Linked DNA regions of Sus scrofa: regions 2 and 3 are each linked to region 1. A link is a contact called in public promoter capture Hi-C data. All regions are on one chromosome and are shown on one strand. Each heading gives the region's core, a stretch centred on a gene start, on an enhancer-like site or on the middle of the called end of the contact. The rest is flanking DNA. Distances are from core to core; before and after follow the strand shown.

Region 1 (2,711 bases), core at 122-2,621:
CTTGATCACTGCCATGTGATGGGAAGATCCCTGTCCTAGTCCCGTTCTATCCCAACTCCTTGTATGTCCTGAAGAGAGTCCTGTCCTCCTTCAGCCCCTGTTCCTCCTGCTGGAAACAGAGATGATTTGCGAGGACCCCGAGTATTAGCACTTGGAGGTGGGGAGGAGCTCGAGCTTCCTTTGTACAAACACCTGCCTTTCACCGCTTGCCTGAGAAGGTCCCATCTGCAACCAGACCTTAGGGTCTCCCAGCCCCTCCCACACCTATGTCCACAATCTCTAAGAGCACCCCAGAGAGCTCCCACGAGAGATAAAAGTTCACTTCCCTGTGGGCAGCTGCCTGATTGGCGGGGGGAGGGGAGGGTGTGCCCATGGTGCCACCTGACTGCTCCACCTGCTGAGGAAGTGGCTCCGACAGCCCCTCAGCTCCGTGTGCATCATTTCCTCCTCTCATCACCCAGGCCAGCCCAGCTACCACCTCCCGCTGTCCCTGGAGTCACCTGGAGTCACCTGAGCCCCCATTCCTCCCAGACTCAGAAGTGGAGCCCAGCACCTTACCCCTCTTTCCGTTCAGGTCTGTCCCCTTGACATCACTCCTCGTGCCACACACTTGGACTCCCTCCCTGAGCTGGGCTGCTCCTCTGAGAAACAGAGTCTGTTCAGCTTCAGGATCTTTCTCCACGATTCTCCAGCTCCTCGATTCTCCAGCTCCTCCTTAGTTCCCTGCCTTTGGTGGTCATCTCAACAGAGCAGGACCTTCCTCCACGAGGCCCAGGTTGGGTGGGAGGAGGACTGGGAGTAGAGACGCCCCAACCCCGAGTACAGTCCGTCTTTTTAGGCCTTTATCCAACAAAGACACTCATCCTTGGGGTGCAAGGAAGGGCTCAGGCCCAGAGGCAGGAAGGATGGGCTTTAGCCTTTGCTCACAGACTGCTGAGACCCGTGGCAAGCTCCTGCCCCTCTTGGGGCTCTCGGCTTTGCAATCTGTAGAATCCAGAAGAGGCTCCTCAATCTGCAGTCACCCGATTATAATAATCTGTTGCCTTTATAGGTTGCTCGGGAATTTAGTTTCACTCCTGGATTTCATCTGATCCTTCCAACAACCTGTTTCCACTTTCGACTAAGAAGGCTTAGGTCCTCAGGGGAACAAAACTACCCAAGCTCACACAGCAAGTCAAGGTAGAGAAGCCTGAACCGTTTGGCGCGGTCCCTCTCACTTTGTTCGGACTCTGGCTGTGTGACTTCTTCTGACTCGCTGCCCCACTGGTAAAACGACCGCTCTAAGGAGCAAACTAGGAGGCAGCGATGGGCTATGCTTTGCAAACCTTAAGAGAAAAGACAGCGGAAAGATAACCCGACAGGTACTTTACTATTTATTGCTGTCGTCTTTGCTCAGGCGCCCCCACGCGGCCATCCCGAGGCGCCCCGTTTGCGCAGGCGCTCTTTGGTGTTTACGGAGGCCTCGAGGCCCAGCTTCTGCGCGTGCGCGTCTCCTCGGGGCCTCCCAGCGGTCCTCCAGCTGCTAGTTAGCGGCCGGTTGCGGCCGTCATGTCCCCCAGGTGGCCGTTCTGTCACTACAGCTCCCTTGGGCCTTGTCGGCTCCTCTTCGGTTGAAGCGTCTCCACAACTCCGCGGAGCGGAGGCCTAAGGAGTGGCAGGGAGAGGCACAGCGCGGCCACCCCTGAACTCTGGCCTGTCAGTCACGACTGCACTGCACTTTGGGGACCGACTCTGGCGGCCGAGGGATTCAGAGCGGCACGGAACGGCCCACGCACTGCCTCATGGGAGCCTGAGTTCGCGGCTAGACCCTTTCCGGGGTTGGACCGTTGTTAAGACTACATTTCCCAGAAGTCCAAGACCCAGAGTCGCCGCAGGGCCCGAGGCATGTTGGGAGATGGAGTTCGGGGACAGTAGTAGTGAGCTTGTGTAGGCAGGTAGACGCCGTAGGGCAGTGGAGCCTAGCGCTCTGAGCCTGGGCTGTGGGTTCGAAGGATGCATGAGTTACTCGGTAGGTGTCGTAGGAAGAGAGCAGCGCTGTTAGGGCTGAATTTTAGAAAGAATACTGCTCACTATCTGTCTGCATCTCCCGCACGGCTTTAACCCCCATCACTCTCTGGGGACAGAGCTCCCAGAGGTCACTGTAGCCAGAGACTCAGTTCTCTTACTGTTGCTCAAAAGAACTGTGATGCGTGGCGCAGTGGTTAACGAATCCGACTAGGAACCATGAGGTTGCGGGTTCGATCCCTGCCCTTGCTCAGTGGGTTAACGATCCGGCGTTGCCGTGAGCTGTGGTGTAGGTTGCAGACACGGCTCGGATCCCGCGTTGCTGTGGCTCTGGCGTAGGCCGGTGGCTACAGCTCCGATTCAACCCCTAGCCTGGGAACCTCCATATGCCGCGGGAGCGGCCCAAGAAATAGCAACAATAACAACAACAACAACAACAAAAAGACAAAAGACAAAAAAAAAAAAAAAAAAAAAAAAGAACTGTGATGACGGAAATATTCTATATCTGCACAGGCCAGTACGGTAGCGACTAGTCTGAGGCTACTGGATATTTGATATGAGGCTGACACGGAAGAAGAAACACTTTTAATTGAATTTATTCTAAAAATATTTTAAATCCAATTAATTGTTTTCAGTCAAATTTAAATAGCCTGTGGCTAATGGCTAGCGTATTCCTCAGTGGCACAGTATACTAGGCCTCCCAGTGT
Region 2 (2,711 bases), core at 58-2,557, 740 kb after region 1:
CCACTGTGCTCTCCCCACCAAATGGCAATGCTTCTCTGCCCATTTTTCGGCCTAACTTATTTCCCCCCTCCTGCCAGCTCACCTTCACACTCCCTCATTGAAAGTCCCGCCCCCACTATTTCCAACCTCCATAAGCACTTCCCAGGAAACCCCCCAATTCTACCTACCTCTGCTCTCCTAAGCCACGCTATTCCATAAGTCGCAACAAATTCCACCATCCCCAGATGGCAAGCGCCCACTTCAAGCTCAGGTCTCAACCCAGGCCAAGCCCCTCACCCCCAGCTCCTACCACCTTCATCAGCCAGCCCGAGGTCCACCTCAAATTCCGCCCTCCTTAATTAACATCCCCCGAGGGTCCTACTAACCCTGTAATCCAACTCTCTATTCAAATAAACCCCCGACCCCGCAACCCGGCCCGGATCCCAAGCTGTCAATTGCTCCAGGCCAACCCCAAATTCACCACCCTCACGCAGTCCCCTCCCCCATTAGAAGCCATCCCCCTCCAGTCTCATCATCCATTTCGCCCCAAACCACCCAAATTCCACCCCAATCCTACAACCCCACGCTCCTGTCCCAGGTCTGGTCACTCCCCATTAAAAGTCCCCTTCCCTAGCCGCTCCCCCCCAACCTGCTAGTGTCCCACCCTCACCCCACCCCCAGCCCGCGCCAGGACAAGTCTCCCCGGCCAGCCCGCCGTTCCATCGCAACCTCAGCCCCCTTCCCCCAGCCCGCGAGGGCACTCCGTGCCCCGACTCTCATTCTCCCCAGTACCACCGGCCCAGGCTCAGGGAGAGCGGACCGGCGTTGGGAGGGGGGGGATCGCCTCACCGGTGAGCCGCTGCAGGCGAAAACGGCGGCGGCGGCGGCTGAGACGACGATGCCCTTGTCTTCTCTGAAGGCTACGGAGGCGACGCTCTCGCTCCCTCGCCCGTGTCCAGTAAGGAGGCGGATGGCGCGCAGGGACCGGGAGCCTCCTCCTCCTCCTCAGCGACTCGGCTCTGAATCCTCTGCAGTAGCCGCCGAGGAGCCCGACGGGTGGGGGGAGGGGACGCTGGGCTGCGGGCGAGGGAGGAGGAGGCTGAGGGAAGGGGCGGGGGACCGCTGAGAAGGGCTGGGAAGGAGGAGCCGGCGCGGCGCCGCGACACATCCCACAGCCTCAGCGCGCCTGGACCACAACTCCCGGCATGCCCCGCTCCGACCCGCGCTCAGCCTGCGCCTCCCGCCCCCGCACTCGTTGCGGAGGGACCGCTCTCTTCCCGGTCACAGACAATGGAATAAAGCCAGCTCTCCGCGGGGGGCTTTTGTAGACTCAAAGACCACATACGAGGGAAAATTAGGTCGCCCCGCTGCCCCATCCCCCAAAGGACCATGTTTGTGGCGTCTCTTCGCGGGCACGCGCACACTCCCATATAGACCCCCCCACTACCACCACTTCCCGCCGAACTACATTTCCCAGCATGCCCTCACAGCCTCGCGCCCTGCTTCCGGGCCCTTCTCAGACTCTGTACTACAGTTCCCAGGGAGCGTGGTTCTTGTGAAACGCTGGGAGATGCAGTTCTCAGTTCTTCCTCCATGTTAAGCCTAAGAAGTGAAAGAGAGAAAAAAGGGAAGGAAATATGCCAACCCATCGAGAACAGGCCTAGATAGACTAGTTCACCTTGGAGTCTGTACTCTTTTCGCCATCTCCGTCGCCACTGTCTCTCACTAGACAAACGCAGCGGCTCCTCCTGGTCTCTCTGCAAATCCGGACGATTTGGCACCTTGAACCCAAAGGAAAAAAAAAAGCGTACCTCTTGACGCAGCCTCATTACTTTTAAGAATTTACCTTAAAAAGAAAATCAACAATTTGGAAAAGATGAATGCACAAGGTTGTTATATGAGGTTGTTGATTATAGAGTCCATCCATAGGAACTGGTTAAAGTAAATTGCATATACAAACAATATACTACTAAGCAGCCATTCAAAATACTGATATGAATCTGTTTCTTGACATCAAAATCTATTCTAGAGCGGGGGAAATGCTAAGAACAGTATGTTTAGAATGATCCAATTTATGTGAAGCTTGGGACAATATAAGATTTCAGGAAAGAGGTTTCCCAAAATAATCTGTCATTATCTTGGAGAAAAGTGTCAGATTTCAAATAACTTTTATTTTAATATTGCCTGCATTGTTTAAAAAGAGCACATAAGTTTTTAAGCTTTTAAGACTATTTTCCAAAATATAATTTCCAAATTCAACAACAATTTGTCTTTGCTACCTAAAAGCTTTCCATGGCTTTCTGTTGCCCTCTGTGGTGATCCAAGACTGCCTGGTTTTTCTGTGAGCTCAGCATTTCCACTATTAAAACAATGAATGGTGGTCATGTAGAATCATAAAAGAACATTAAGTTAGTAGGGAGGGCTTTCTCAATTTTTATTGTCTCTTCTCAAATTTTTCCTTCTGGTCTTTCCACACCTATTTCCTCCTTTTCTCCTACTCATTCTTGAAACTCAAGCCAAAGTCCTACCCTCCCCAGAACATTTTAGACACATTGATTTTCCTTATATCTGAGTTCTTATAGCAATTGTTTCTACTCTTTAGGGATCACTGTGGGGAGGAGGAATGAGGCGGGAGGAACGAAGTTATTGTTAAGAGTCTACAAAGCAATACTTAAAGCATTGTCTGTAGACTGAATAAATAATCTTACACTTAAATATTGTTTCCTTCTGTG
Region 3 (2,711 bases), core at 56-2,555, 650 kb before region 1:
TGGGGCATAGAACTTTTTGGGGAGATCCAGGCCGGACACTAGACATGACCAGGAGAAAAGGACCTACGTCTAATTCTGCTTTTGCCCTAAGTTATTTGACTGATCCGGGGCCAGCCGCTGCCCCTCCGTGGACCTCGGCTGCCCGGCCCCTTTAACACGGCCCACGGAACCCACGCTCCCGTTCCTCAGGTACCAAAGGGCCAGAGAGCTCGGCTCCTTAAACCCAAACCCTCGCCGCCAAACTACCAGCCATTCTTTGTTTGTTATGATAATAACCGCGGAGTTGACCAACAGGGAGAAGACAGGGGCGGGATTCGACCAGGTATTTGCACCTATAGGGTTAATCACTAAATTGAAGAAACCCCGTGACCTGGAAGAACTGTTGAGTGACAGGAAGTGACACCAATGAGTGGCGGATCGGTGTGACGGGGTGGGGCTTAACCGCGAGAAAGCGGCCAATGAGCTGGAGCTCTTTAATGTTAACGGGAGTGTGAACAGCGAGCTCCTGAGGAGGTGGGTGCGGTGAACAGAGTTTCTCTGGAGGAGGGAGGAAAGAAGGGGTAAGGAGACAGCAGCCGCAGCCTTCCTTCTGTACTTACCGCGCCGGGAGGCGGCAGCCGGCGGCAACCCGGAAGCACTTCTCTTTGCCAGAGCGGAAGAACCCGCCAGAACTCGGGACACACCGCACGCATGCGTCTTTGGTCTTCTTTTGTTTTCTCTCTCCCGCCCACCAGACGGGAAGTGACGCTCACACGTTAGTCACGTGTTGGGCCGACCTTTGGCGAGCCGCTGCATGGCCCCGCCTTCAGCCTCAGCCAATCGGCTTCTTCGTCTCGGCCCCGCCCCGTCTGGCTTCAGGCGGTATTTGCAATGCAAAACTTCATGAAAAACAGCTGGCGGCCTCCAGCGTTAGGAATGGCACATTTTCCGGCTGCGTCCCAAGAAATTTAGTCCGCTTCTACCCCGGAGTCGCTAAGTGGTTTTATCCCCCACCTGTCTAGCTGCTCTCGCCCTCAGTTTCCTGTTGGGCGCATACATTCATACACGTATGCCTTCACCAGAAATACTTGAGTCCCTATTATATTCAATATTCCAGGCCCTCCTGGAAGCTGGAGATAAATCTAGGAACATGGTCTCTTCCCTCAAAGACCTCTGCAGTTAGTCTGTAGTCTGCAGCCCTGTAGTGGACTCACCATTCCCTTAAGATTGCCTGTCCAAGGAGTTCCCATTATGGCTCAGTGGAAGTGAACCCAGCTAGTATCCATGAGGATTCGCGTTGGATCCCTGCCCTCGCTCAGTGGGTGAAGGATCTGGTGTTACTGTGAGCTGTGGTGAGCTGGGATCCTGCATTGCTGTGGCTGTGCTGTAGGCTGGCATTGGTAGCTCCCATCTTACCCCTAGCCTGGGAACTTTGCTCTGCATCAGTGGCCCTAAAAAGCAAAAACAAAAGATTGCCTGTCCAGTTCTGCATTGGAGATTTTGTAAGGGACTGAGTGATTACTCAATCTTAGGGTCAGCATTCTGCTACTGAGACATTCAGCTGCCCTCTCCAGGCCTGGGCCAAATATGTTTAGTGGTCAGCCCTGGCACATCACTCCCACCTTCTGTTCTGTAGAGACTTCTGACTCAGCTTCCCAGTGAGCATGCCCTTCAGACCTGCTGATGCCTTCAAGCAGCAAAGTCCTTCAAATCTAACCCTTGTTAAATTCCATCACCCCCAAGACTCTGTCTCTTTTTTTTTTTTGCCTTTTGTCTTTTTAGGGCCACACCCACGGCATATGGAGCTTCCCAGGCTAGGGGTCTAATCGGAGCTGTAGCCACCGGCCTACGCCAGAGCCACAGTAACGCCAGATCCAAGCCGCTTCTGCGACCTACACTACAGTTCATGGCAACGCCAGATCCTTAACCCACTGAGCGAGGTCAGGGATCAAACCCGCAACCTTATGGTTCCTAGTCGGATTCGTTTCCGCTGCGCCACGACGGGAACTCCCAGAGTCTTTCCAGTTCCACAGTTCCACTCTTCCCCCAACCTGCTGGGTGACCCTTCATAAGCTCTGTCGCCTTATCAGGACTCAGTTTCCTCTTCAACCAGCGTCATCATCTCTGCCCAGCCTTCAGACTAATGTGAAGATTTGAGATAACACGTGTTAAGAGGTAGTGTACTGTGCATGTCAGCTGTCACTGTTGCTGAGCAGCTCTGGTTGTTACAGCTTTTTCATTAAGAGTAAAACTTGCCTGTTGCAAGTGTCCACAATTTCATTCATTCATTTCATTCATTCAACCCATACCTGCTGAATACCTTACTGTATGCCTGCCGCTACTCTAATAAAGTGTACACAATAGTGAACAAAACAAACCAAAAAACTCCTCACAGTACTTCCATTTCAATGAGAGAGAGAGAAGACAGGAAATTAAAATATATAGTTTTAAGACGGCAGTAAATACTAAGGAGGAAAAGAATCAGGGAAGTGGGAATAAAATATTGGCAGGAAAGATGTTTTATTTTATTTTGGGGGGGGCCAAGGAAGACCTTACTGGGAAGGTGACTTTGAGTAAAAGATTGGAAGAAAAAAAGAGGGGCACTGTTCTGATACTCTGGGAAGAGCCTCAGAAAACAGCAAGTGCAAAAGGCCTAGAATGGCTAGACCATAGCGTTCTACGGGGAGAGTGGGAAAAGAAGGGGGCAGAGACAGGAGCCAGACAGGTTTGCA

Evidence for each region. Promoter capture Hi-C pulls out the DNA fragments that hold promoters and counts their contacts.
Region 2: a contact with region 1 is called in a promoter capture Hi-C map of liver, with 4 times the contacts expected there. The contact joins the promoter of FAM168A here to the promoter of STARD10 in region 1. A contact is called at or near these places in 1 of 5 promoter capture datasets (liver) and 1 of 2 datasets of contacts at active chromatin or transcription factors (alveolar macrophages).
Region 3: a contact with region 1 is called in a promoter capture Hi-C map of liver, with 2.2 times the contacts expected there. The contact joins the promoter of ANAPC15 here to the promoter of STARD10 in region 1. A contact is called at or near these places in 1 of 5 promoter capture datasets (liver) and 1 of 47 Hi-C or Micro-C datasets (liver).

What each region holds. Positions count from the first base shown.
Region 1 is chr9:7,335,545-7,338,255 of Sscrofa11.1, forward strand. STARD10 (StAR related lipid transfer domain containing 10) reads right to left here and starts at 1,372. Exons shown (of 7, transcript NM_001243805.1): 1 at 559-1,372.
Region 2 is chr9:8,070,704-8,073,414 of Sscrofa11.1, forward strand. FAM168A (protein FAM168A) reads right to left here and starts at 1,308. Exons shown (of 8, transcript XM_021062480.1): 1 at 829-1,308.
Region 3 is chr9:6,688,608-6,691,318 of Sscrofa11.1, forward strand. It overlaps ANAPC15 (anaphase-promoting complex subunit 15), which reads right to left and starts at 1,306. Exons shown (of 5, transcript XM_013999278.2): 1 at 600-1,306. The coding sequence starts at 692.